5 separate regions of the Mus musculus genome follow, and regions 1, 2, 4 and 5 are each linked to region 3. The links are chromatin contacts, called in public HiChIP or PLAC-seq and promoter capture Hi-C maps. All regions are on one chromosome and are shown on one strand. Each heading gives the region's core, a stretch centred on a gene start, on an enhancer-like site or on the middle of the called end of the contact. The rest is flanking DNA. Distances are from core to core; before and after follow the strand shown. Region 1 holds the start of Plcxd2 (phosphatidylinositol-specific phospholipase C, X domain containing 2). Region 2 overlaps Plcxd2 (phosphatidylinositol-specific phospholipase C, X domain containing 2). Region 3 holds the start of BC016579 (cDNA sequence, BC016579). Region 4 overlaps Atg3 (autophagy related 3). Region 5 holds the start of Slc35a5 (solute carrier family 35, member A5).

Region 1 (5,190 bases), core at 1,802-4,301, 360 kb before region 3:
GATGTCAAAAGGCAGGAATGTGCACCAACAGCTACAGCTGGTGAAAGGTAGTGTGGTGATTTGAATATGCTTGGCCCAAGAAGTGACACTATTAGGAGTTTTGGCCTTGTTGGAGGACGTGTGTCACTGGGGTGTGTCTTGCCAGTCTTCTCATGTTTTCCTTCAGAATGAGATGTAGAACTCCCAGCTCCTCCAGGACCCTGACTGCCTGGATACTGCTCTGCTTCCCACTATTAGGATAATGGATTGAACCTCAGAAGCACTAAGCCAGCCCCAATTAAATGTTGTCCTTTATAAGAGTTACCTTGGTCTTGGTGTCTCTTTACAGCATTGAAAACCCTAACTGAGAGAGAACTTGGTACCAGAGACTGGGGAATTGCTGTGATAGCTCCTGACCATGTTTTTTTGGAGGAATGTGGATTTGGGGTTTTGGAAAACAGTAGAATGCTTTAAGTGGGACCTAATGGGCCACCCTCGTAGGGAAATAGAAGACATTGTTGCTGAGGATGGTTTGAACTGTGGCCACCAGGCTCAAAAAGTTCAAAGAAAAGAATGTTAGTGTGTGTTCTAGAGACTATTTGTGTGTGTGTGTGTGTGTGTGTGTGTGTGTGTGTGTCTGTGTGTGTGTGCATGATATTTTGGTGAATAATCTGGGTGCTTTGCTCTTGTCTGAAGAGTCTGCATGAAGCAAAGTGAAGAGATTTAAATTATTTGCATCAACAAGAGAAATCTCAAAACAGCCTGGTATAAACTCTGTTGTGTGGTTATTAAAATTCACTGTTATGAGGAACATTTTGATGAAAAGGAGCAAGCTGACAAAGGAAAAAAAAAGACATAATGTATGGTTCTAGCATTAACGGGGCACCAGGAAGTAAAATGAAGCTGAGCCCTGTGTTCAGGAAGATAAACATATTAAGTGGGTGGTGACTTTGGGGCAAGACCCCATCCAGCTAAGTTTGTTGTTTATCCATTTAGTGTTGAGGAAGGAATAGCTATAGCATGTTAGGCTTTTTATTACTTTGTTATTTTTTTCCTTTGGACTTTTAATCTGGAATGAAACCACAGTCTAGAAAGGGGAAACAAAGGCTTTTTACGGAGAACTTGACCAGCATCACTGAGGTGAAATCTTCTAGGAAGTGTTTTCTGAAAACACACAGCTCTGGTTTTTGGTCTTGCTTTGGTCCAGTATTCACTCATTGTAATGTTTTGGGATGGTAATATACATCCCGTGATGTTGAAAGCATGTGATCTGCCTTTTGACTTTGATTTTGTAGGAAATTACAGTTAAATGATTGGATGAATCACAGAAGAGTCTTTGAGCTTGGGACTTTTAACATTGTTGAGACTGCTGTAGATTATGGGGACTTTTGAAGTTGAACTCAATGTATTTTTCATTATACTCTGGCCAGCTGTAGCCCCCATAGACTCATGTGTTTTAACAAGCCTATGGGAGCCAGAAAGTAGAATGTGGTCTTTTGAATATGGTTGGCCCAGGGAATGACACTATTAGGAGGTGTGGCCTTGTTGGAGTAGGAGTGACCTTGATAGAGGAAGTGTGTCACTATGGGGGTGGGGTTTGCCAGTCTTCACCTGTGTTTTGCCTTTGGAACAACATGTAGAACCCTCAGCTCTTCCAGGGCCTGCCATGCTTCCTGCTATGAGGATAATGGACTGAACCTCAGAACCAGTAATCCAACCCCAGTTAAATGTCTTTTATGAGAGTTGCCTTGGACTTGGTGTCTTTTTACAGCAACGGAAACCCTAACTAAGACAGGTAGCCTGGGATACAGGGGTAAAATGGAGGTCATCTGGTGATTAAACGACAGCTGCCCTAGGGTTTTATACATAAACTCCAGGAGTTTTAAGAGTTCTGGCCACTGTTCTCTTTTCCCCTAAGGCCCTCCTGAGTCTCTAGGGTCCTTCTTGCTATAAAAGGCTACCTTAATTTAAAATTTTTTAAATAAAATTATCTGTTTGCCAAAATAGTATTTTTTTATTATTTATTTTATTTTATTTTTATTTTTTGCAAAGTATGCAGGTCAGATCTTGGAGGTGGCTCAGTGAGTAAAGGTGCTTACTGCCAAACTTGACGATCTGAGCCCCGGGGACGGTCTCAAGGAAGGAGAGAACTGGAGTAATCTGTCCTCTGAACTGCACACATGCATGTTCTCACAGAAAAACGCATACAAGAAATATATAAATCTAACTACAAATTTTAACTAACAATATCGGATTATAAAACTCTGTACTACATTTGAATACTATTTGAAGTGGGAACAGTTCAGGAAGCAGAGAAGTGGGTCTGTGTTCTACAGACCGAGTTAGGGAACCTCATTTCAAAATGAACTTTGCACAGACTGCCACCACGTGACCTGCCTCAGGCTGTTTCATCCATTCGAGGAAGTGTATCAGCAACTCTGAGTCTTGTGGTAATGCTGTGAGGAGCAGGTGAGACAAATAATTCAAAAGGTTTCAAACAACAGCAACAGGAACCCAAAGCACCATTATCTCCTCCTCTGTGAAACGGAAATAATGGCACTGGCCAGTTTCAGCGGACTGTGCAGGAGAACTGTCAGTTTGCATTGTTTCAAACACAAACCTGCTTTGATGCTGCCATCTAAATAGGAGCCGCAGCAGCACCTTTCTCTGGCCTCTCTAGCTCTCCTGTTTCTGCTGCTACGGTGGTTTGAAAAAAAAAAAAAAAAAAAGTAGCGCGTTTCTGGGTAATTTTCACCGCAGTGAGAGTAAGGCCGAGGGAGAGAGGAGAAACCTTTGAGGTCGCGTCAGAGATCTACAAGAAAAAGATCAATCTGAGGACAGCCGGCCACGGTGCACATCTCCCCTTCCGGAGCAGCAGGCCGCAGCCCGACCTGTCCACTCGCTACCCCGCTGGAGTGGAGAGGGGAGGAGCTAAGAAGCAGGGGAGGCGTGGGAGCGCGATGTAGGGGCGGGCCCTCAGAGCGTTGTCCAATCAGAGAGAATCCCGCCAACGACCAATCACAGCTCGCCTAGTCTGGCAAATCTGCCCGGCAGTGCGGGGCGGGGCCGCCAGAGTCCCGGGGCTGCCGGTTACTCTTCTGAGAGCCCTTCAGAAAAGCACAGGGCAGTGGGCAGAGAAGCCAGGGGGCGGGGGTGCAGGCAGGCCCAGCCTGTGTACCAGCCCGGGGAAACCCACGGAAGCACCCATGAACAAGAGATGGTGCAACCCGGGTGCGCACGTGTGTGCAGCCCGCTGGCACGTCTCTATGCCCTGTGGGCACCTGTCGTGTGAGTAGCTCCGGGTGTGGCTGTTCCTGGATGTTGTGGGTTTCAGGAAGGTTTGTATCTTCGGGCCTGCCTCCCCCGTCTCCAGAGGGGAACTAAGAAGTTTAACTGACCAGGGACTGAGGAGATTAAAGGAGTGGATCTCAGTGGCAAGGCGAAGAGGGTGGGGACTGCGGGAGCAGCAGGCAGGGGAGCACCTATTTGACCCATCTCCCAGCTAGAAAAGGATCTTGAAAAGACTGGCGTGACCCATGTGCTCTGAAATGTTTAGAGAGCCCCGAGCGGTGATGACCACAGAGTGAGTGGCACTAGACTGAGCCTGTCTAAATCGTGGACGACAGGGATGCTTGCATTTAGAAAGGCCAGAAGGAAACTCAGGATGGGTACCATCTGCTCTCCCAATCCCAGCGGGACAAAGACAGCCTCGGAGGTCTGCAATGCCGACTGGATGGCCTCGCTCCCCGCTCACCTCCACAACGTCCCCCTTTCCAATCTGGCAATCCCAGGTATTCGTCTATAACTACTTGTTCGCACTGTGTTTAATGCTGCCATTTTAGTGTTTGCTAGTGGGTTGGTTGTTTTCTGTTGTGTTGAAAAACAATTGTCAGTGATCTCTTTTTATTTCCAAATTAAAAAAAAAAAAAAAAAACTTAACAGGAAGGTAGCTGCTGTAAAGAGAGTCAGTCAAGCCGACTGCATCACTGGCAAAAGGGACAGTTGAGAGAATGGAATCACTGCGCTGTTGTTTTGTTGTTTTTATTTTGTTTACACCATACGGCCTCAGTCTAAGAATGTTAACCATCTTGATGCAGAGGCCTGGGTATGTGAAAGGCTCGCTGACTTGAATCATTTAAGGGAAAGGGGGAGAGATCAAGAATAATGGGTAGAAAGTCCTTAACAATCTTAGCTCTGGGTCAACATTGAAGCTGAAAAGAATATTTTTCTCATTTATCTGACCTTTCTTGAAAACAAAAATCAGATAAGTGTTAGAAAATAGGTTCAGATTCTAGGCTGGGCATCAAGGCACATAGTTTTGTTGTTGGAAATGCCAGAAATAGAGGATGCAGTCTGTCCTCACAGGCAGTCATTAGGTGTGATGAAGTGACGGTGTTTGAAGCTTTGTCTATATATACACAGGTGTCTGCCTAGCTGATGTAGAACTGGAGCCTTGAGAAGCACCTCTGTTCTTGCTGCATTCCTCTGCCAGAGGCTTCAAAGCTTGACAGTGCTCTCGGGCAATTGGTTGATCTTTCCACTGAAAGGCTTGCTAAAACATAGTTATCTTGGGCAGGATGTTTAGACCACACTGAGCTCAGGTTGGTGAGGTGGGTGAAATCCTACAATGCTGGTACTTAAGAAGCACTCAGGGAGCAAGCGGTGGACCAGTTCTTTCTCTTGCTTGGGGACATAGCAATTAAAGTTTAGACTCTCAGACAAGCCCACATGCATTCCCTGGACCTACTTGCTTTTCTCTTCTGCCTTAAAAGATGACCTCAAGACACCTCCATCTGCTTTCTATGCATGGGACAGAGAGGTTTGGGGTTTTTTGTTGTTGTTGTTGTTTTGGGTTTTGGGAGGTTTTTGTTTTGGTTTGTTTTTGTTTGCCTTGCTCACCTCTCTTGGAGCTCTTCCAGGTTCACTGTCCTCATGGGCCCTAACTGCTGTTAAACAAGAGAAAGATTGAAAGATTTTGTTACAGCTACAAGTCCCTTCTGTCTTACTGGCCCTTAACTACAGTTCCTGGGGAAATGCCAGATGGCCATGCTTCAGAACATGTCTCCTCCATGTTTAATTGATGCCTATGGAGTCACTGCCAAACGATGCATGGGACACTTCTAACATGAGTCATTTGCCTTCGGGCTCTCCGATGGAATTATTTTGCTGAGTGATATGGCAGGTAGTTCATGTTTGCAAACAGAATGGCAT
Region 2 (5,135 bases), core at 1,350-3,849, 310 kb before region 3:
ATGAGAGCCATGGTTGTCTTCTGGCCTCCCACACAAGTACATACACATGTACCTACACACAACTATATCTGCACACACATCTCACACACACACACACACACACACACACACAAACATTTAAATTGATTTTATTCTGAATAAACAACAGTAAAACTTTGAGAATTACAAAAACATAAAACACACCATTTTGTAAAGCTGTGGATTCTAGGGGTAGTATAGGAATAGCACTCTAAGAATCCTTTGATACTTTATTAAAATGTTTGCACTATTCCATAAATATTCACTATATTTTGATACTATGACAAGTACTCTGAGCCAATGTCACCCAGTGGCTTTTTTTGTTGTTGTTGACACACACCCATGGTGATCCTCTTACTGCCCACACAGCTGACTGGGATAATCACTGTTAAAAAGCACTAAATAAAGTTTGTCATGCTTCATGCTAGGGACGGTGGGATGGTCCTCCAGGAGTTTGTTCTTTCTTCTTTCATGACCATGATTGAGTCTTGAGTACCATGCCACAGCCTCAAATACTTGGGCTAGGATTAGGTCTGATATACGTATAAACGAGGATGATCCAGTTATTTTGTATGAGATGATATTCTTCGTCCTGGGCACCAGTGAATGATGGATAGAGGATGGCAAGAAAGCATATTACATGTATATGAACATTTGGGTATATATGTAGATTGTTTATGTGTATAAGTGTGTATGTGTATACATATTTGTACATGTATGTGTATAATGTATATGTGTATATATGTATATGACAAATATGTATGTAGAGGGATATTATAAATTCACTTTTCAGTAGGCTATCCTTTGTAAAACAAGTTGAAGAGACATGTATTTAGGTTTTTTAAAAAAGATATTTACAAGTATCTGTTTAGTTCTTGAGTTCTAGGTAGTGACTAGAATTTGAATAATGAAAGGTGTGTTTAGTCACATCACATGTCCAGTTACATGCCCAGTCATATGCCCAGTCCGTCAGTCACATGACCATTTACATGACAGTCACATGACCAGTCAGTTACATGCCCAGTCAGTCATCCACATGCCCAGTCAGTCACATGCCCAGTCACATGACAGTCACATGCCCAGTCACACGACAGTCACATGCCCAGTCACATGACCAGTCTGTCACATGTCTAGTCAGTTACATGCCCAGTCACATGCCTAGTCACACTCATTTGGTTCTGAGTTTGAGAAACATGGTTTCATATAATAGCCATGTGCTTAGTCAGGTGTTTTAAAGGCAAGCAAGAACAGTGTTCTTGCTTTGTGCTGAGAACTCCTGATAATGTCAACCATGGACTGAAGATGGGCTCATTTCCACGCAGCCCTTCAAAGTCTTAACGAAATTAACTGTGTTCAGCTGGCCATGGTGCTGCACACCTGCAATCCCCAGCAGTTGGAAGGCTGAGGCAAGGGATTGTGAGTTCAAAGCCAGGAGAAGCTATGACTAGGCTAGATGCTAACACTCTTTGGGAACAAGGGTATGGTAGAGTGAAACCCTGTCTGTAGCCCAGGCTGGCCTCAAACTGACTGCTTGCAGTCCTCCTGACTCAGTCTTCAAGAGTGTTGGGATTCTAAGTGTGAGCTAACAAGCGAACCAAATGAAATCAAATCAAATCAAACAATCAACCTTAATTCAGTGTGATATCTCTTAAAAGGACCTAGAATTATGCGTTTTTTTAAAAATATATGTTCAAGTTCCTATTCCATTTTCTTCATTCTTTGTAGCTTAATGTTACTTACTCATTCAGTAAAAGTGAAGTTTTCTGTATGTTCAGAAAAACAGAAAGAGTACCTGGGAAGAGGCAGATGGAGAGACACAGAGGACTCCTGTAGCCTTTGCCCCATAGTCTTTTAGCAAAATCTAACATGAACATTTCTATACCTGAGTGAAGACCAGTCCACTGCAAGTCTGTGTGGGCCGCCAAAGAGGCTATTTCACACGAAGGATAGGTCCTTTATTCTGAATAAAAGGCACCCTTTTGCAAATGCTTTTATTTGATTCTTAAATCCGGGCCAGTGTTTTGACGTGGAGAAGGGGCATGCCATGTAAGGCCCCTTGTGGGTCCTAATATACGACAGTATTCAGGGAAGCTAAATGATCCAGCATCACAGATTACAACTAAGATTACAGCCCCTGTGAGAGCCAAGAGCCTGTCAGGTCTGCCGGGCTTCCGTCTGTGTAGTGCTGGGCACTGCTGTGAGCAGAAAGAATGTCTAAGCTTAATTTCCTAGTGTTTCTAGGCCCCCGTGATTGAGTTAGTAGTCCCTGGATCTAGTCAGTTCACACTAGTTACAGCTGGTAATCCACACTCTCACTAGTCTCATGTCCTGCTTTCTTAGTCTTGCTGCCAATGAATGATGCCTCTCTGTTTAATGGTCAAGAAGATGAGCGCAAAGGCAATGTCTCCCAGCTGGTAGTGAGAATGTGTCCCTCAAATGAGTAGCTCTCTTGGCATCCTCACTGTTTCTGGTCATGGGAATATTAGGAGTGTGATCCTACATTCCTGTGCCTACACATCAGTGGAGCAGGAACGTGGCTGTGGTTAGGAGTCTGTTCCCAAGTGCCAGCAAATCACATGACTGTCATTTCACAACTGAATAATCGTGGGCTCTCCCCCTGAGCACCAGCGCCCTGAAGGCTGTCTGTACTGGCTAACTGAACAGGGATGCTACATAGCTGATTCCGAGCACTGATCAACAGCTCAAAGCCAGGGAAGATCCAGTGTGTCTTCCTACTGGGGACCAGGTAGTTTCCTTGGTAGGAAGCTAATTCCCAACTTTCAGATCCACTTGGAACATGAGAGTCTCTTGTTCACGTTGGTTCATCACCCTGGAAGAAAGCCACAAACATATATAGACAATTCAGCCTGGATTTCTGTTGTAGCTTTCCTCAGACTGGAAAACACCTGATCCAAAAGGCTCGCAGTGAGTCAGAATGCAGTCAGGAGGCCTGGAGTTGAAACCTGTAGGGTCCCTACTAATGTCATTGAATTATGTCCCCTCTCTTCAAATTAACCAGTTTTAAAATAATAATATTAAAATAATAATTCAACCAGGTTTAGTGGTGCATACCTTTAGACCTAGCACTCCAGTGGCAGAGGCAGACAGATCTTTGCGAGTTCAAGGCCACCCAGAGCTATGTACTGAGCCCCTCCCTCAAGTTAAGGTGAGTACATTTAGAGACATTGCATTTTAAAGAGAGAATTAAGTTAAAAGGCTATTACGGTGGGTTCTAATCTACTCACATTGAAGTCCAAAGGAAACTTAAACCCAGAGACAATAGAAGAGAAGCAAGACAGTGTAAGCCTGCAATCCCAGCATCCATGCAGAGGAGGGGACAGTCAAGGTCATCTTTGAAAATGTAATAAGATCTCCAAAAGCACGCAAAAGGCAAGAGACTACAGGAATATGTGTGTGCATACAGAGAAAATGACACATAGGTTGCTGAGGGGAGGGCATGAGGAGGAGGAAATCTCCTGCAATAGAGAATAAGGGCTTCAGAAAAAACCCAGCCCAATAGCATCTCAACCTTGACTTGTAGCCTCTAGAACAGGGGAAAATAACTCCAGTTCTTTGAAGTCAACAGTGTATATGCTGTTATGACAGAGTAAGTGAGCTAACACAGTCCTCTGGACAATCGGGTGTCCCTGCACATGTCCTTGAGGTCTCTGAGATGAGCTTTTCTTCACCACTTAATCTGGAAAGTATGGATTTATAGTCTGCAAAGGGTCGGGGCTGCCTCTACCTGGCAAGTATCATTCCCCCAGAATGACCAGCAGGTGGCGCAGGATCTCCAAACATAGGTTCTGGCCAGGGATCCTTTGAATCCTAAATGTTACAAGCTCACTACTACTGTGTCTTTCACGTGGGACGGATGGGAAATTTTGGCCTTTGTCTGAGAGTTCTGTGTTCTTCAACCCCGCTTCCCAACTTCACAACTTCGTTGTGTGGATATATAAGAGGTTTCCTATCCCTACTCCCCCAAATGTTTCTCTTTCGACCTCTTTACTCTTTCCTTTATGATACCTTTCCTTTGCCAAATACACGACACTGCTCTAAGCAGCCATTGCTCTGAACACTTTCCATATACTATCTTTCTGATTGATCCTGTTTCACAGGGAAGAGTAGCTGACAGACAAGGAATTGTAGTCAGTTAAGATCATCAAGCGTCCCAACTAAAAGTAGAAGGACTTTTGTACCACAACCAGCTAATACAATTTTTTTCTAAAAAAGTGATTTGATCAATAAGACTATTTCAACTCATGGCAGTGAAGTCTCTGCTGACTGAGAGAAGAGCTGAGGTCTTAACATCACTTTTTCTAGAAGACTACGAAATGAGGGTACATCAAGCTTCAGTGGAGGATAGAAATGGGGTGCGGGGAGAGCCAGAGAGTAACAGAAGAGAGGGACGGACCATGGATGTTAGCTAGAGCAAATCCAACCCAAGGGATTCCTAGACGTGCAATAATCAACTGTAGGCCAGTTTCTACCTTCCTTTGCTGGGTATTTCGTGAGCTGTGTTTACTGTTACAAGATAGCCAGTAGCCTTGATGGTTCTTCTCTTCCTCTGTGGCTCCTCACACGTAGGTCACACTGGAATGAAAGTGTTATTTACATCATGAGCTCTGAGCCTCTGACACACCGGAAGTCTTCTGTTTATCAAATAACCCCAGCAACTGTATTCAAGAGACAGCTGATTAAATATTAATCTACTAAAGAGCCATGAGCAGTACGAGGATAACTATCTCTGTGGAAAGTGAACCCTGGCCTTTTGTAAAAAAAATTAACTGGTAGTTTTTAAAAAGTAAGATAAAGGTGAATCCGCTGAAGCTTTCAGAAGGAACTGTGGAAGGAAGGAAATCTTTGTGAATTGGAAGTGAATGTGTTTCTTAAGCAAATCACAGAAATTTAAAAAAAAAAAATGATGGGGGATTGGAGGGATGGCGGGAGTTACGAGCACTCACTGGAGAGGTGGCTAAGCCGAAGACACAAGTTCAGCTCTCAGCCTATAACTTCAGCTCCAGGGGATCCAACTCCCTCTTCTAGATTCTGTGAACACCTCTGCACACACATGCACATACCACCATGAGGTCACACACACACACACACACATGCAT
Region 3 (5,052 bases), core at 1,050-3,549:
CTTTTGTAACTGTAACAGATGGATTGTTAACTGTGACTTATATGAGGATAGATCCTTGAAAAAGAATGTAAGTATTATCAATAAAATTAATCATTTTTTCAACTGAAAGTGTCAGATTGAGCACATAACTAATATTCATTGTAAGGCAGACAAATTAATATATATTCCATAAAAGTCCCCAAGGATATAATGATATTAATTCAAAAATATCAAAATGTTACTGACTCATGGATGGAAGAAAACTAAAGTAATGGCACAAACCAAGTCTCTAAAATAAAGTGAGAACTTAGAGAGATAGGTGTTCTTCCTCTGTGTTCCAATGCAAGAAGAGACATTTACAAGGATTGAGACAAACATGGCACATAGTAAGATATCTCTGGGAAGCCATACCTGACTGTCAGCATTATCACAAAACTCAATGCACAAAACAAAGGCACCTCATAAATGGAAATTTAGCAAAACTCAGTAACTGGCAGAGGAGGTAGCAAATGTGTTGGTTTCCAATGCAATTTGATCTGTCGGCATCAAGATGGATCATGGGTGCACAGCATCATGTTGCCTACAAAGAAACTGACCCACCCCACACAAAACTCAGGGTTTCCAATCTTCACTAAGCGACAGAAAGCAGAATGGTAAGAGGTGGACTGAGGCATACCTCTGAGCTCTTGGTCACACAGGTGGCCAGCAGTGAAAGGCCAGATGCATTTTGGGTGAGTGTTCTGAAAGTCAAACTTTTCAGGTATGCTATCTCCTGGCTTCTGGTTGTTTTTGTAAAATTTAAAGGGCCAAGATTTCAATTTGTTCTCAAAGCCTCGTAATGCATGGTTTGAATAGCTGTAAGTCTATAGTACTTGCTCAGCCCATCCCAGTTCTTGATTTATCTTAATTTAGAGAGTGTCTCACTCCATATTAGAACCGTATTTTTCCTGTCAGAGGGCAGAGTTAACCGTAGCACCAAACAAGTAAAATGGGATGAAAAAGAATTTCAAAGGAGAAATAGTAACACTATATTAAACAGGACTCAGAGCACTGCACAGAACTGTAGAGAAAGTAGAATTGAAAGGACAGAGAACAGGAAATGTTATTTTCCAAATTAGTAAAAGTGATTGGCAAATTATGACTACCCTGTGATAATGAGTATTTCCAGTTCATAGTACTTAGTTCAATTTTCTAAAAACACTTTCTTTGGGATTAAGGATAAACATCACAATAACAGCATCTCTCTGGTGACTGGTGATAAAACCCAGGGGTAGGGCCATATACCTGGGCTGAGCCCCTAGCACTGCAAAGAAAAGAGATATTTCCAAATATTTCTGGAATCCTCAAACTGGTCTTAATAACTATCTATGTGAGAGGAAGGAAATGGGGAGAGGATGGTGGTTCTGAAAAGAAGGTTTAGCTAGAGGCAAGATCTTTGGACCAATACCCAATACACACTTTGCTTTGCAAACGTAATTCCCGGCTCACTAAGCCAGTTCTGAGCTGTGCATGGGGTGTGGAAGGCATTGTATGCTTCCTGACACATGGGCCTTTTCTTCAGGTGCGGTGTTCATGACCCCTCCTCTCAAAGATAAACAATAATCAGTAAATCAGTAATGTTTATGAATTTTTGCTTCTGCGAGTCACTGTCTTCTGTGCTGAGAAACACAAGCGTATGAAGAACTCACACAGTGCCGATTGCCCTTACTAGTCTAAGGGATACTGATACTGCCCCTGTGCCTGAATCAGGAGGGGCGTGGCTGCTCCTTTCAATGGAGAGCAAAGCCATAGAGGTAGAGGTAGTGTATGAAAATTACTTCGGGGCTGTGTATTATTCATCTTCGTGTGTTCGGAATCAAGCATGCTGCCTGGCACACGGAAGATGATTCATAGCTGTTTGTTGATTTGGTAGATGAGCCCTCGCTAGACAGTGAGTACTGGAGTAAGTTTCAGCATCACACTGGTCCAGGTAGAAGGCTGGAAAGTTTCCGGAACCGCACCCTCCCCCGTCCCCCAACACCCTCCCCACCCAACCCTGCCTATCCCTTCCTTGCCACAGTCCAGCTTGCAATCAGGCCCTGTGAGCTTCTGCGGTCTGCATCCACACGGAAAGGCATTGCAGCTAGCACCCTGAACAAACCTGAAAAACAGCCGGTCCCACTTGCATCTACCTTTCCTGAGCAAGGTCAGCTAACCAAAGCCGGAGTGCTTCCACTCTCTCTGGCTTCGCCCCTCCCCTCCAGGTCCGCCACCGCAGGCCTATCTGGCGCCGCCCGAGGTCTACCTGCCGCGCCTGGTGGGTGGAGTGTGAGCTGAGTAGTCTCCCTGTGCTGGACTCTGCACCCTTAGGTGCTAGAGTCTTGCCTCTCAGCGGAGCCTCCGTCTTCGGCGCTGCCATGGAAGAAGGGTCCAGATCCCAATCGCCCCGGGAAGAGCTGGAGCTCTCGATGCTGGACGGGCCTCAGGAAGAGCTGACACCTCTCAACAATGACCTTCGGATCCAGCCTAACTCCGCTGAGGACCCTAGCCCAGCCCAGGTAAGGACTTAGGGTTCTGGCGTGACAGCAGGGAAGGGGCCTGGCACCACTTAAAGGCTCCAAAGCGTCCTTCCAGCGCCCAGGACACGCAAAGAAGGGGAGGTTAAAGAAAGCAAGAACTTTTGGAATTTCTTAGATCAGACCCCTCCATTATGAGACTCGGACCTCGCCTAGAGACTTCAGGAATCCTGTAGAGGGGCGTGGCTGCTCCTTTCAATGGAGAGCAAAGCCTTAGAGGTAGAGGTGCTGTTTGAAAATTATGTAACTTTTAACTTGTTTTTCTTTCCCAAATAAAAATAGAGTGATGGATTGAATCATATTGTCTCTCTCCCCGTTCGCTTCTCCGCTTTCTCTCTCTCCCCTTTCTCCCTTCCAGCACCCCACCACCACCTCTAGGGGCGTGCAATCCACTGTCTCCTACCTTTAACCAGCCCTATGTCCTCCGCGCCCTCCCCCCACCTTCAAACACATTTTGTTATCTCCCACTTTGGCCACTGCTTCCTCCAGAAGAAAAGCAGGCAAAGAACACGAGGAGGAAAGAGCTGCTGCGTCCAGACTGAGGGTTGTGAACTGTTGTGAACTTGCCAGCTTAGTACAAGGGAAATACTTTCTAAGTTCTACCTAAGAACTAGCCTCACTGTCTTTTCATCTCTGAGGAAGTCCTTAAGGGTGTGTAGGTTGAACCCTTCTCTGATATCATAACATTACTCACAGATCAAATACTTGTAAAACATCAGAGAGTTTGAATGCTGAGCCACCTGTCTTCTCATCAACTCCAAAGGTTTACTTGAGTTTTACTGGGCACACTCAATTTTCTGGACGCATTGTTTTAGCCTGGTTTTTCTCACCCCACTCCACCCCCATCCCTCTTGGGCTCAAGTTCTGACTTTAGTAGAATTCAAAGCTCGAAAACATTACTCTTGGTCCACTGTGATTCCTGAAAACACTGTGTGGCAATGCCTTATTTTATGAGTACCCTGGAGTCTAAGTTGGCACCTTCTGTTTGTATGAAATAAGACCACAGATGAGTGAAAATCGGAAGGTAATGCCTGAAGGCCAGTGCAAGAAGCCATAATCAGGAACTTTCTGTATGATTCTCCAGGGCAGAGCCTGGGCAGGAGAATTAGAAATACTTACCTCAAGTTAGTCAGGCCCAGTACATCCCCAAAGATTGAGACATTCTCCAGGGGGGAAAAAGTGTTTGAGCCCAGAGACGCTGTGAAACAATCTTAATGTCATATGCTCCATTTATGTGAAACAATGTTAATACCATATGCTCCGTTTAGGCCCTGAGAGCCCTAGAGAACAGTTGAGAACACGCCAAATCCATACCAGGTATCAGAATCTTACATTTGCGTAGCACCTGCTTTGTAAAGAATAGGCTTCAGTGTCCTAGTGACTTCCTTGTTAGTCAGACGTATGTAGATGTGCCAGACTTCCTTGTAATTTGGCGTTGTAGGTGTCTAAATAGGAAAATTTCAATAACTGATAGAATGGGGTGAGGGTAGAGAACCTGAAGAGCGTTCTAGAAATACTGGAATGGTAGCACTTTACTGAGAAGAGAGAGGACAAAACCTCAAACCCTTCCCTAGCATGTTCATCAGTCTCTGACTCTAGAGAATAGGTTGAAATGTGTTTCAACATGAATGGTCAGTTAGTGACGTTCATTCAGTAAGGACTGGTTAGCACAAGCACATGGTCTATATACTTAAAATTTTTGTGTCCCCATCTTAAGTTGTGTGATAATAGTTCTGACTTTTGTTCTTATTTAAGTCCATACACTTTCCAAAGCATATGTTTTGTACCTATTGCTGCTATGTGCAACTGTGTAACACATCAATGCAGCTAATTATTAAGGGTAGAAGGAGCTGCCCTAGTTAGCATGAACTGTCAACTTGAGACAGCAAAAAATCACCTGACAAGAGTCTCAGTTGAGTAACTGTATCAGGTTGATCTGTGGGTATGTTTGTAAGGGATTGTCTTGATTATCTATTGATAAGGGAGGATCCAGGCTACTGTTGGGGATATCATTCCTGGACGGGTAGTCCTGGGCTATAAGAAAACTGGTTCAGCATGAGCCAGTGTGAAAGCTAGCTAACAGCATTCCGTCATAAATTCTGCTTCAGATTCCTCCTTGAGGTCCTGCCCTGACTTCCCTCAAGGAAGGCCTCTGACCTAGAAGTGTAAGCCAAATAAGGAAGCCCTTCCTTCCTTCTTCCCCCACCCCTCCAAGTTAGTTTTGTTCAGAGTGTTAGGTCATAGGGACACAGATAAAAGTGGAAGAGGAGGGTGCTAGTTTTCTGGTTTGACAGATGAAATAGCTGACTGAAGAAGCTGAAGCTCCAGAGATACAGCCCAGCAGCTCAGGGTCACTCAGTGGGGCCTTCTAAAGTTCAGACTCAATGACTTTCAATGTCTCAGGTCTACATTGTTCATCAGTTTTAAGAAAACATTACTTTGATTTCCTCCTCCTCTCTCTCTCTCTCTCTCTCTCTCTCTCTCTCTCTCTCTCTCTCTCTGTGTGTGTGTGTGTGTG
Region 4 (5,667 bases), core at 2,527-5,026, 460 kb after region 3:
ATGTCAGCTGGGACAGGAAACACATTGAAGAGAGTGGACAATGGAGGAAAACTGTCAGAATATAATTTTGAGTCCTCAATAATTTTCAGATTCTCTTCCCATAAAGTCTATCTGGCACTCATCAGAAAACATCAGAATGAGCACTCAGTAGTGTCTATTGTGGTACATAACTGGAGGTGGAGGTGGGATGGTAGTCACACATCTTGAGTAGAAATTCCATCTTAATACCTCCATTATGGTCAAATTCATTAAAAAAGAATCGCCAAATTCACCCTAGAATATATGAAGCCAAGGATTCAATTTCTAGCACTTCATAAACTGGGCATGATGGAGTACACCTGTAATCACAGAATTCTGGAGGTGGAGACAGGACGATGAGAATTTTAAGGCCCTTTTCAACTACATAGTGAGTCTGAAATCAGTTGCAGGAGATCCTTTTTTTTCTTATTGTTTGCTTTTTTGCTTTTTTTAAACCAGTAAATCCTAATTAAAAAAAAAAAACCCTTCAGAAATTGCTTTTAGAGAAGATTTTTCAAAGGTATAGATTTTTCTAATGTATGTGTTTACAAGTGTCTGGAAAGGCCAGCAAGGGTGTTGGATCACTCCCTACACAGTTGGTGTAGATGGAGCTACAGGAAGTTGTGAGCTACCCAATGTGGGGCTGGGATCTTAATCAGGTCTTCTGGAAGAGCAGCAAGAACTCCTGTGCCATTTCTTTAAGCCTAGAAAGCCTTTTCAATTCATACTTGCATTACTCACAAACCCAAATCAACCAAGACTATGGAAAAACCCCACAGAACAATATGCCCAAAAGAGCAGATGCAAAATTTATCAACACAATAGAAAGCTGAATTTAAATAAAATATTTTAGATAAAGACAGATATGCAATTTATCCAAAAAGGGCAAAGTTATTTCAGTAATCAATGTAATCTACTAAAGTTTTAAAAAGCTGGTCATTTCAATAAATATAAAGAAAAAATTCAATATTCAGAGACGCTCAGTCCAAGGGCATTTATACAAAACTAGCTGATGCTACAGAATTGATAAAATAACCCTTCTCAAAGATCACAAAGGCAAGTATTTCTTATCACTCCTACTTGACCATTCCTAGATAGTTCAATATGAGAAAATGGAAATAGATTAGAAAAAAAGTGAAACTATTTATTTGCATTTGACAATATTCTATAAAGGGTGATCTGAAAGTATAAACAAATCACTAGAATTTTTAAAAGACTTTTTACCTTTAATTATGTGTGGGGGATGGGTAGGCACGCATGTGAGGGCACATGCCCACCAAGGAGAAAAGAGGACAACAGATCCTTTGGAGCTGGAGTTAAAGGCAGTTGTGAGCCACCCAGTGGTGGTAGTAGGAACTACACTTGGGTTCACTGCAAAGGCAACACCCTTTTAACTGCAAGGCCATGACTCTGCCTACCTAAAAGCATTGAAATTTAATATGACTCTTAACAGGACTACACAATCTGAAGCCTATCACAGTAAAATATATTTCCATACATAAGAATAAAACAGTGGAATCAGAAATGACAAAAAAAGATAAAATCATACCCAAATCCCACAAAACTATGTCAAGCCAAATATATGAAAGATAAAAAAAGTCAAAATATTATAAAATGCTACACTTCCAGATTTGAAGATTGCTTTGTTTCAAGTCTCTCTTGCTTGGTCTATAGACTCAATGCATTTTCTACCCAAACTCCAGCAAAACCACTGTATATACAGGTGTATCCTAAAATTTACATGTAAAAGCAAAATTGCCAAAAACAACTGTTTAAAGTAAAAAGCTGGCAGGCTCACACTACCCAATTCCTAGATTTATTACAGTAAATCAGGCAGTAGGGTGAGGTGAAAAACATGAATATACCATTAAAACGTCACAGTAATCAGTATTTCAGGCAAGAGCCATGAAAGAATGCCAAATACTGGTTTTGTATGTATAACTATAAGCTGAGTATTTGTGGTAACTAAAAGTAGGTCCCCCAAGGTCTATCAGGTGTGACGGTGCTTTTAACATAGACCATGTTCTTTGAAACTCCTTTCTCCAGAAGCAAAGATCAGTTCCTCTCCTGATGACCCCTCTCCCTTCATGACCTCTGAAATGTTTTAAAAGTTCAGACTCAATCTAATAATGCTCACCACTAAGAGTGCAATTAAAAGGACCTACCTGACATAGAGCAAAGGGCAGACACACTACTGTTGTGGTAGCCTCTCAAATCCCTATTGTGGTAGTCTTCAAAATTTTTTACCTCAGACTATTCACTGAAAACATCAGACAAGCTGAAAACTGAGGATGCTGGATAAAATTTCTACCATTAAGCTCTGAAGGTATCAAAGAAACTAGTGTGTGTGTGCGTGTGGTGTGTGTGTGTGTGTGTGTGTTAGTGCACATGCGCCCACACCTAGTGCTTTCTAAGATAAATATGACCAGCTATTTACCTAAAACAGAAAGGAGAAGGAATTGAAGGTATCTACTTTCTCATGAAAACTGACTTAACTGGGAGAAAACAGGCCAATAACATCTAATATTACATATAACTTACCATAAGGGTATTAAAATGAAAGCATTAAAATAAAAATTCTCCAGTAAAATCAGTCTGGAAAGTTAAGAAAGACTTAATCTGCAGAGAACAGAGCAATGTGTATGAGGGATAAATGCCATAATGAAACCTGGTTCTTGTTAACTTTAAAAAAGGTTCAAAGAAAAGGGAGACTGCCCTACAGGCTGGATGAAGATAGTGGCTACCATACTTACGTCTTGACTGCATTATTATAGCAAGCATCATATTATGCCCACTAAATCATTATCTTCATTATGGACTTTTCTTTTTTAATAAGATCTGAATGGCAATTTAAAGAGCAAGCAAAGGCACTAAAGGCAAGATTTCATTTTTCTTTACAGTTGAGTAATATCCACTGTGAAATGCACATTTCTCATCCATGAGTAGCATCTATTGTGTCTATGTACATCTCTCATGCATTCAGCAGCTAGTCTTGACAGATCCCATTTCCTAGGCAAGGAAGAGAGCAACAATGAACCTGGATGAGCAAGTTATCTCTAACTCGGGATGTAAAATCCTTTGATGTCCTTACTGTAGTGGTCTGAATAGGTATGGCCTTGATGGACTTGGTGTGGCCTTGTTGGAGGAAGAGTATGCTCAAGCTACAAGCAGTGACAGTCTCCTTCTACTGCCTGAACAGGGTGTGAAACTCTTAGCTCCTCTGAGCTATGTGGGCCTGCCACTGCCATTCTTCCTGCCATGAAGATAATAGATTAAACCTCCAACTGGAAGTCAGCACCACTTACCATATCCATGGTGTCTCTTCAAAGCAATAAAACCCTAAGACATTTACCAAGGGTTGTAGAACTGAGTCATATGGTATTTCTATTTCATTTTTTGAGAAATCTCCAATTTGATTCCCAAGGTAGCTACACAAGTTTTACATTTCCACCAAGAATATATAACAGTGTTATTTTCCCCACATCAATGCCAATACTTGCTGTCATTTGTATTCTGACTGTGGTGAAACAGAATCTTAAAGTAATTTTTATCTGCATTTCCCTGAAGCCTCGGATGTTGAACATTTTTTAAGTGTTTAAAAGCCATTTGTAATCCTAACGTAAGCCATTTATCTAGCCCCACACAATTTTTTTAATTAGGTTGTTTCTTCATGTTTCGATACTTCAGTTCTTTGTATATTCTAGACACTAGAATATCTTCTGTTGTATCTATAGTTAACAGGTTTTCTTCAATTCTGGGTGTGGTGTTCACTCTGACGAAAGAGTTTCCTTGGTTGTACAGGAGCCATCTAATTATGAGGTCCTTGTCAATTTTCAACTTTACTTCCAACATTTGGGAGTCCTATACAGAAAGTTCTCTCTCTACCTACAAGATGAAGCCTCTACCAGTTTCAGAGTAAATAGAATCATTCAAATTGCAGGTTATTTGATTAAACAGAAAAAAAAAATACACTTAAGGTGCCGAGGATCAAAAAGACAAATACTGCATGTTCTCTCTTAGGTGGATTCCAGCCTTGACTCATGTTTATCTCGGAGTTGTGCCAGGTAATTACAACAGACCATTGGGAGTAGAAGCATTAAGGTAAGATAATGAAACAGAGATAAAATGTAAGTGGAGTAGGAATACTGAAGATAGAAAGGTTCAAACATGGATGGGGTGGGAGAAGGCTTCACCAAAAGCCTGCAGTGAAAAAGCTAGATGGAATCCTATGATCTTGCATGCTTTGCAACTTTAAAAAGCAGGGGGCATAAAAACACTGGTAGCATAAAAGAGCAGAAGCAGGGATCTGGGGTTCAAGGTTTAAGTGAGGATGAGAGCAGGGGGATAAAAGAAATCAGAGGGTTGGAGATGGGTTAATGAAATCAAGAATGTATAAAGCCTTATGGAAACTCACTAGTTCATAAGCTAATTAAAACAGAAAACAGAGGGATGGGGGGGGGTTGGGCAGAAGTACCCTGCAAAGATGGAAAATATTGCTCTCAGAAGACCTGAGTTAATAAAAATCTAAGGATACCCCCCTTATGAGTTACTAGTCAGGGAGGCCTTGAGGCATCTAAAACAACTTGTTGCTAACAATGTTCTTTGTTGCACACCATAATAGTAAAACCCTATTTCTGAAGACAGCACACTCTGGTTTCCATACACTGAGAAACTAATCTCAAACTGACCAGGACACCTTCTCCCCGCTAGCTAGGTTTCATAGTATTGGAAAGGCTTGCTACTGCCAGAGAAAGGGCATCCATGGACTTGCTACACTACTAACCTGCCAGGAGCACTGTACTCACTGACATGACAATGGCATTAGGGGGAGAAACAAGCTTTCTAGCTGGGTTTGAGGTCTGATACACTAAACCTGGTTAAAAGCCCATGAGTGGGGAAAGATCACAGGCCTTGGGTGTGCAAGGTAACTTACTGACAGTCTTTCAGTAAATAGTTAAGTAGTCAAGCCTCCTAACTAATATTTATGTTTAGACCCATAGATATATGCTGCTTTGAACCTTGGTCAAAGAAACTTCTTACACTGGGCAGCTGTTAATGGAGAGAACAAGAGACTGAATGCTCAGCTGTGAGTCATCTATACCAACCACCCCCAACCAAGGCTCTGGAGACATCATGGAAGAAAAGAATGTTAAAACCTGGAAGATGCTAAGTATAGCTGTGAAATGCTGTCTTTTAGATATGACATGGCTGACGCCTCGTAAAATCACCTCGTAATTTCTATGTTTGCTTACACAAGACAGGCACAATGTCAAGTCAGTGGAAACTTGAGTGAGGCTAGGGAAGGTCTACGGCCTCGATCCTTTCAGCAGAGCTATTCAGTTACTGACTGGTGTGAGACGGTTACATTTCTTATGGCCAGTTAACAGGATGCCCATGCCCCAGAGGGTGGCCTACATCTATTCAAGTATGGCCAGTACTAACTGGATTCAGGGTTATTAATAATAAAGATGACAGTGAAGACGTGAATTTGGGATAAAGACAGGTTGAAGGGTCCTGGAGTAGGGTGGGAAATTAAAGCGAGGTATGGAAGGGAAGTCAAATCAATATATGTGGCATATGTGTATGACATTTTCAAAAGTTTTTAATTAAGAGGGATATTCTTAGATGATGTAAACAAAATGGAAGACA
Region 5 (5,626 bases), core at 1,610-4,109, 500 kb after region 3:
TGAATGACTGGCACTCTGAGTTTGAGTGTATCAGTCTCTTTCAAAGACTGATACTTTGAAAGCAGTCCTCCCAGCCTCTAGCAGTTTCTCTAGGAGAAGATAAGTCTCTTTTCTTCAAGTTGTGGTCTTTGGTAGGTTGTCCACTCTCCAATGGGTGACCCTATGCCCACACACACCTAGGCAGCAGTGACTGTGCTCAGAGAATTAAAAAGAAAACACTAAGTTGGCAGAGGTATATGCTGGGGGTGATCTGGAAGAAATTGGAGGTGGGGAGGTAGAGATGGATATAACCAAAATACAATGTACACATCTATGAAATTCTCAAGAAATAAGAACAAAATATATTATAAATAAATAAAGGATAGAAAAAAGACTAAAACCATAAGGCTGTTTGGAGTAAAAGGATTGCTGGCTAAGGGAGAAAGAAAAATTATAGAAGCAAAGTCTGCTTGATTGTGTACTAAGGAGGGAGGCTACGCCACAGTACTCACAAGTTAGAGGAGACTGGGACTTGTAGTGACCAGAGACCCTTCAAGATCACTCTAAGGATTTCGGCTTTACTACACAGCTGCCATCTAAACAAAGCCATCTCTAAACCTTCACTTCCTAACAAAGCATCATTTCTTTCTGGATTATCTCTCTTTTTCTCTTTCCCTTCCCTCATCTATAAGGATTCTCTTTACAGGAGTGACAGGAGTCACAAGGAGGGGCCATTAATTCTCTTTTATACTAAAAACATATGCTACACATTGCCTCCAGGCAGGTCGGCAAAACACTTTAACCTCAGAACTTGGGAGGCAGAGGAAGGTGGATCTCTAAGAATTCAAGGTTAGTCTGAGCTACACAGTGCGGTCCAAACCAACTAAGTCTACACAGTGTGTGTGTGTGTGTGTGTGTGTGTGTGTGTGTGTGTGTGTGTGTGTGTGTGTGTGTGTGTATGTATTTTTGATTCCTCGAGAACTATTCTACAAGTTCAACAAAATGCAAGTGCTATACAAGATAGCCATGTTATATTTAATTGAGAAGTGTTTTGCTCATCTCTCCCTCAGACTAAAAGTTAAATTGATGGTACATTATTAAAACACTGTGAATCTACACAGATACAATATTCTGGAAGTATAACATACAAAAGAAGCATTTGATGTCAATGTAGAAATTATTTTCCAATTCTTAAGTAAAAGAGTAAATCTTAACTAAAATGACTGTCACTGTATACATATAAAAGAAACATTCGCAATTGTTCCAGATTCTTCAAACTTGATCCAAAAATGTATTTTTTTCAAAAGTATTTTATTTTATTTTACTTTATTTTTTGGTATTTTTCGAGACAGGGTTTCTCTGTGTAGCACTGGCTGTCCTGGAACTCACTCTGTAGACCAGGCTGGCCTTGAACTCAGAAATCCGCCTGCCTCTACCTCTCAAGTGCTGGGATTAAAGGTGTGCAACCCCAACGCCTGGCCCAAAAGTATTTTGGTAATAATTATTGGAAAGCATTCCCCCCTTGCCAAGGAAAGATCGAACAGCCTACTCTGCCCATCAGCAGATTTCACCCCTGCACTAAGATTGGTAAAATTCTAACTGAAAGCTAAGTACAGAACAAAAACTACGCAAAATTATCTGTTTCTCTTTTACTGCTTGCTTTTTACAAAGCAAAATCAAGTTACCGTATGTAGCCTAGAAGGTGTAAGAAAGCTCTGAATGAAGCCCTGAAATTTTACTTTTGAAAGCAAGTAATCCAATCTGTGCTAACAGCTAACCTATCACAACTTTCACCTAAAAATGTCAATAGTGTTTCCAATCTATACAATATACAATCGGCTGTGCTGAACTGTTGCTGTAGGATCACTCAAGTCCAAGATTAATAATCACTTACGGCTACCTTAAAGGCTTGAGAAACGTCAAGTTTCGCTCTAGTTCGGCTCAGAGTTACTAACATGTCACAGTTTACTATGTTCCTCTGAAACCTAAGCAAGTTGGGAATTAGATCACCCGAAAAGCAAAACTTCCTATGAAACTTGGAAGGAAACGTGGCATGCTGTTTAGCCACCAAGCTGTCATCTTTTCAAAGGTTAACCCAGTCTACCTATTTAAAAGACTATGGATGTCAGAACGTTCGTACCTCTGCTCCGCACCACCTAGCCGTGCACTCCAAGGCGGCACTGATCAGTGGAGACAGCAGGCACCCAGTTTCACTCTAGTGGAAGCGGGGAAGCCAGCAAGCCTTGGGACTGGCCCAGGAGCCCAAGGCAAGAGGCAGCACCCGGCCGCGCGACTCGCCCCTCCACCTTCTACACCCCGTCCACGCTGGGGACCGGGACTTGGGCAACCAGGGCAGAGCAAGCCAGACCCTCCCCGCTTACCTTGAGGACCGGGGTCAGGTACTCGGCCACTTCCAGAGCCTTTCCCTTCACCGTGTTGATCACATTCTGCATCCTGGGGCTGGAGCAGCGATAGGGCACGGAGGGACTGTCGCAATCCGGGCCACAGGGGAGTCAAAAACTGCCCCGGACGTGCCCGACTGGCATCGAACCTCGCAGCGGCACCGGCCCGGCCGGGGGGGAGGGGCGGCGACACGCGGAGGCCCGGCCCAGCTGTCACCTGGCCGCCACCGCAGAGGGCCCAAGCCGGCTGAGCGAGAGGCGGGTGCGCGCGCAGCCCCCGGCCTTCTCCAAGCTGTCTCTCTTCCCCGGAGCTCCACTGAACACCCCTTCCGGCTTCCCCTTCCTCTTCTCACACTCTCCCAACAGCCCCGCCGCCACCTAAGGCCTCACGTGACTCGACTCTCCCAGGACACGTGACAAAAGGAGGCCCGCGGGGGCGGGACCGGCCGGCCTCTGCTCCCTCCGGCCCGCCCCCCGGAAGCGCTGGAATGAGCGCGCCTGCGCAATGGCCGCTCAGGCTGCTCTTCCCTAGCGGGCGGCTCTTAGCTTTGTATTCCAGCCCTGGAAGGCAGCGTGAGAAGGGTTGATTTTTATTGTTTTTTGTTTGTTTTTGTTTTTGTTTTTTGTTTTTTGTCGCCTTTGCTCCCGGCTCATAGTTTCCCCACCAATGGGCCTTCAAAACCTACTGCTGCTACTACGAACTTAGGCAGTCACTATGTCGGCTCTATGATGTCCGTTCTTGCACTAGAACCTTCCCTGAGCGACTGAGGTAACCGCGCCCTCGCGGGCTGAGTGTTGTGGCTCGAGCGTGTTAAGGGGCTTGGGAGCCGCCCGCGATTCCTATTGCGCATGTGTGGGAGGGTTTCCCTGACAGTGAGGGAAACCTGGTGGAGGTGGGAGGAGTGCTGACCCATTGGCCTTCTGTCCATTGGCTTGTGCCCACCTGCTCTCTGATTTGGGCCTGTGTCTGCGGCCCTTGACGGCTCTATGTTCCCATCCTACCTGTGCGCGTTGGGCAAGTATTTACCCTGCCTGGAGTTTCGTGACCATCTGTCGTGAAAGACCGACCAGTTAGGCTCACTGACCCAAGATGAGCCTTCTGGTCCCATCCTGGTTCACTTAAGAGTCATTAGCTGTGATTCAACTATTTGCACTGAGGTCGCTTCTGTAAAAGAATCGTTCCCAGTGAGCTCTTTTTCTGCTCTGAAAGGAAAGGCCATTCCAAAATTCATTCCTTGTGGACCAAAGTTAATACGAATAAACTGCTTTTCTGCAGTCCCAAACTGTCAGTTACACATTTCCTAACTTATTTCCAATCTGGCCATCCCCTCTCTGTCTTGAGACTTGCCTCTCCTATCAGATGTTGGCAGTATGGTTTGTTTCCTTTAAGTCCTCTCTGTTGTCCTCGGCTGTCTTCCGTCTGCTGTAGTTGTGGCCAGACTTCTACAGGTTTCCTTTTCTATTCTTCACAGTCTTCAGTCTTTGCATTGTGTTTAATCCTTAGGTCTGCCGACGGGGCTGCTCATGAAAGTGATCTTCTTAAGGCAATTAAAAACCCGTGGAATGGAAAGAAAATGCTCCAGGCGCCCTGGGTTAGGCCCACCAACGCTGTACACATTCCTGCTAGGCATTATATTCATTACTCTAAGTTCAAGTCGAATCTTACTGGTAAAATACTCTGCCAATGAAGGTGAGTTAAAATGGAAATGTGTATGGGGTGCTTTTAATCATTTGCCTGGTGTTCTTATGAATAAATTATACGTGATGCCTTTTAAAGTACTATGCTTTGTGTCCATGATAAAGTGTATTGAAAATTTAAACTTTAACCTTGTGTGTTCCTTGGCAACATTTTTTTAACCCTGGATGAAATTTGGATCATTTAAGTGCAAGGTAAAGCACAGTGTATCTAACATCTGATTATACCCAGATGCCCAACAAGTGTTTCTGGATTTCTAGTAAAACATACAACTATAGCTTATTTGGAAATACAATATATTTGTTTAGTTATCTAGTTGGGCTCCTACTTGTGAATGTAAGTCTCGACTTCAGTTAATATCATGCCCTAGGCTCTGTTTTAATAGCATATTAGTTTCTTTCCTCATTGCTCTGACAAAATACTTGCCCAAAGCAGGTTAAGGAAAGGGTTTCTTTGTGCTCACTATCTGAGCGTAGGGTTCACCAAGCAAAGAGGTCATGGTAGCGGAAGCTCTCGTAGCAGTTATTCACATGGCACCCACAGGCATCAAGCAAGAAGAGAGAGTATGCTTGGGGCAGAAGAGATACCCCAGAAGCAAAGAACACTGGCTGGTTTTCTCGAGTCTGTAGGTTCAGTTCCCAGCATCCACATGGCAACTCAAAACTGACGATAGCTATAATCCCAGAAAGTTGAAATGTACTCCCCAGATCTGCTAAATACACTTCATCCACTGTAGTCTTCTGCCACCTAACTAGAATTCTACCATCCATTGACATATTACAGGAAAAATATTTTCAATTTTTTTTAAAAAGTCACACCCAGCTCATTTTCACTTTCTTATTTAGTCTAAGATATTAGCCCAGGAAATGCTGTTCCCCAAAGGTAAGGTGGTTCTTCCTACCTCAAGCTAATTTACATAGTCCCTTACAGGCATGCTCAGAGGCTAATCTAATTGAGATAATTCCTCACTAGACCAGAGGCCTAGTCACAGTCATAGAGTTCATAGTGCATACAGACGATATCCTTAAGAGCTTGGTTTATTAGAAGAGATAAACATGTAAATATGTTATAGAAGTCTATTAAAAGAAATGGAATAAAAAAGACTATGTCCAAGCTGCAGAGACAGTCTGAAAAAGTACTCTCTGGGAGAGGATGGTGGGCCCTGCTTCCTATGTACTCTTTTTGTTTGGTACATAGGAAAAAAGAGTACATAGGAAGCAGGGCCACTTCTATCTAGATGCCAGTTGATTTGCCAGAAGAACAGGGATGTGGGGCATTGGAATCAAAGACAGCAACTTATAAAAAGGAACAGAGGGAAAAGAACAAACAGTTGGGGAAAAACGTGTAGTTAAGAGTTATTAGGTGATAGTGGCTCACACCTTTAATCCCAGCACTTGGGAGGCAGAGGCAGGCAGATCTCTGAATTCAAGGCCACCCTGGGCTACAGATCGAGTTTCAGGACAGCCAAGGCTACACACAGAGAAACCCTGTCTTGAAAAAATCCAACAAAGAGAGAGAGAGAGAATTATTGAGCAAAACATTTTAAAAG

What was found. Promoter capture Hi-C pulls out the DNA fragments that hold promoters and counts their contacts. HiChIP or PLAC-seq counts read pairs in DNA pulled down with a chosen protein or histone mark.
Region 1: a contact with region 3 is called in a promoter capture Hi-C map of embryonic stem cells, with 3 times the contacts expected there. The contact joins the promoter of Plcxd2 here to the promoter of BC016579 in region 3. A contact is called at or near these places in 14 of 39 promoter capture datasets (the 3T3-L1 cell line, 3T3-L1-derived adipocytes, embryonic stem cells and 9 more), 5 of 115 datasets of contacts at active chromatin or transcription factors (bone marrow-derived macrophages, embryonic hindbrain, embryonic midbrain and 1 more) and 1 of 9 other capture datasets (macrophages).
Region 2: a contact with region 3 is called in an HNF4G HiChIP or PLAC-seq map of pancreatic cancer cells. The contact joins the enhancer-like site here to the promoter of BC016579 in region 3. A contact is called at or near these places in 6 of 39 promoter capture datasets (embryonic stem cells, liver, neutrophils and 1 more), 1 of 115 datasets of contacts at active chromatin or transcription factors (pancreatic cancer cells) and 1 of 9 other capture datasets (pancreatic islet).
Region 4: an H3K4me3 HiChIP or PLAC-seq map of stem cell-derived neural progenitor cells shows a contact between it and region 3, with 19 read pairs. The contact joins the enhancer-like site here to the promoter of BC016579 in region 3. A contact is called at or near these places in 5 of 39 promoter capture datasets (the C10 cell line, cranial neural crest, frontonasal cranial neural crest and 2 more), 3 of 484 Hi-C or Micro-C datasets (bone marrow-derived macrophages and embryonic stem cells), 7 of 115 datasets of contacts at active chromatin or transcription factors (DN3 thymocytes, the HPC-7 cell line, acute myeloid leukemia and 4 more) and 3 of 9 other capture datasets (embryonic stem cells, liver and macrophages).
Region 5: a contact with region 3 is called in a promoter capture Hi-C map of hematopoietic stem and progenitor cells. The contact joins the promoter of Slc35a5 here to the promoter of BC016579 in region 3. A contact is called at or near these places in 16 of 39 promoter capture datasets (the 3T3-L1 cell line, the C10 cell line, the HPC-7 cell line and 10 more), 1 of 484 Hi-C or Micro-C datasets (bone marrow-derived macrophages), 5 of 115 datasets of contacts at active chromatin or transcription factors (bone marrow-derived macrophages, embryonic stem cells, extraembryonic endoderm stem cells and 2 more) and 3 of 9 other capture datasets (adipose tissue, liver and macrophages).

The regions. Positions count from the first base shown.
Region 1 is chr16:46,008,274-46,013,463 of GRCm38.p6, reverse strand. Plcxd2 (phosphatidylinositol-specific phospholipase C, X domain containing 2) reads left to right here and starts at 3,051. Exons shown (of 4, transcript NM_001134480.1): 1 at 3,051-3,770. The coding sequence starts at 3,608.
Region 2 is chr16:45,966,350-45,971,484 of GRCm38.p6, reverse strand. The region is part of intron 3 of Plcxd2 (phosphatidylinositol-specific phospholipase C, X domain containing 2); the gene reads left to right. It overlaps Gm15638 (predicted gene 15638), which reads right to left. Exons shown (of 3, transcript NR_152226.1): 2 at 4,509-4,611; 3 at 115-2,848. Among named protein-coding and RNA genes, the nearest start is that of Gm15638, 23 kb to the right of the region's middle. Within about 2 kb of position 2,599, at least 73 of the 459 cell types and tissues checked have an H3K27ac peak or open chromatin away from gene starts, as enhancers often do. A contact at or near this core is called in liver and pancreatic cancer cells, where this site is marked.
Region 3 is chr16:45,651,365-45,656,416 of GRCm38.p6, reverse strand. BC016579 (cDNA sequence, BC016579) reads left to right here and starts at 2,299. Exons shown (of 6, transcript NM_145389.2): 1 at 2,299-2,516. The coding sequence starts at 2,376. Tmprss7 (transmembrane serine protease 7) reads left to right here. Exons shown (of 18, transcript NM_172455.3): 18 at 1-100. The coding sequence ends at 9.
Region 4 is chr16:45,188,475-45,194,141 of GRCm38.p6, reverse strand. It overlaps Atg3 (autophagy related 3), which reads right to left. Exons shown (of 12, transcript NM_026402.3): 12 at 5,604-5,667. Among named protein-coding and RNA genes, the nearest start is that of Atg3, 32 kb to the right of the region's middle. Within about 2 kb of position 3,776, at least 4 of the 459 cell types and tissues checked have an H3K27ac peak or open chromatin away from gene starts, as enhancers often do.
Region 5 is chr16:45,155,906-45,161,531 of GRCm38.p6, reverse strand. Slc35a5 (solute carrier family 35, member A5) reads left to right here and starts at 2,859. Exons shown (of 7, transcript NM_028756.4): 1 at 2,859-3,150; 2 at 3,886-4,071. The coding sequence starts at 3,906. Atg3 (autophagy related 3) reads right to left here and starts at 2,703. Exons shown (of 12, transcript NM_026402.3): 1 at 2,361-2,703. The coding sequence starts at 2,432.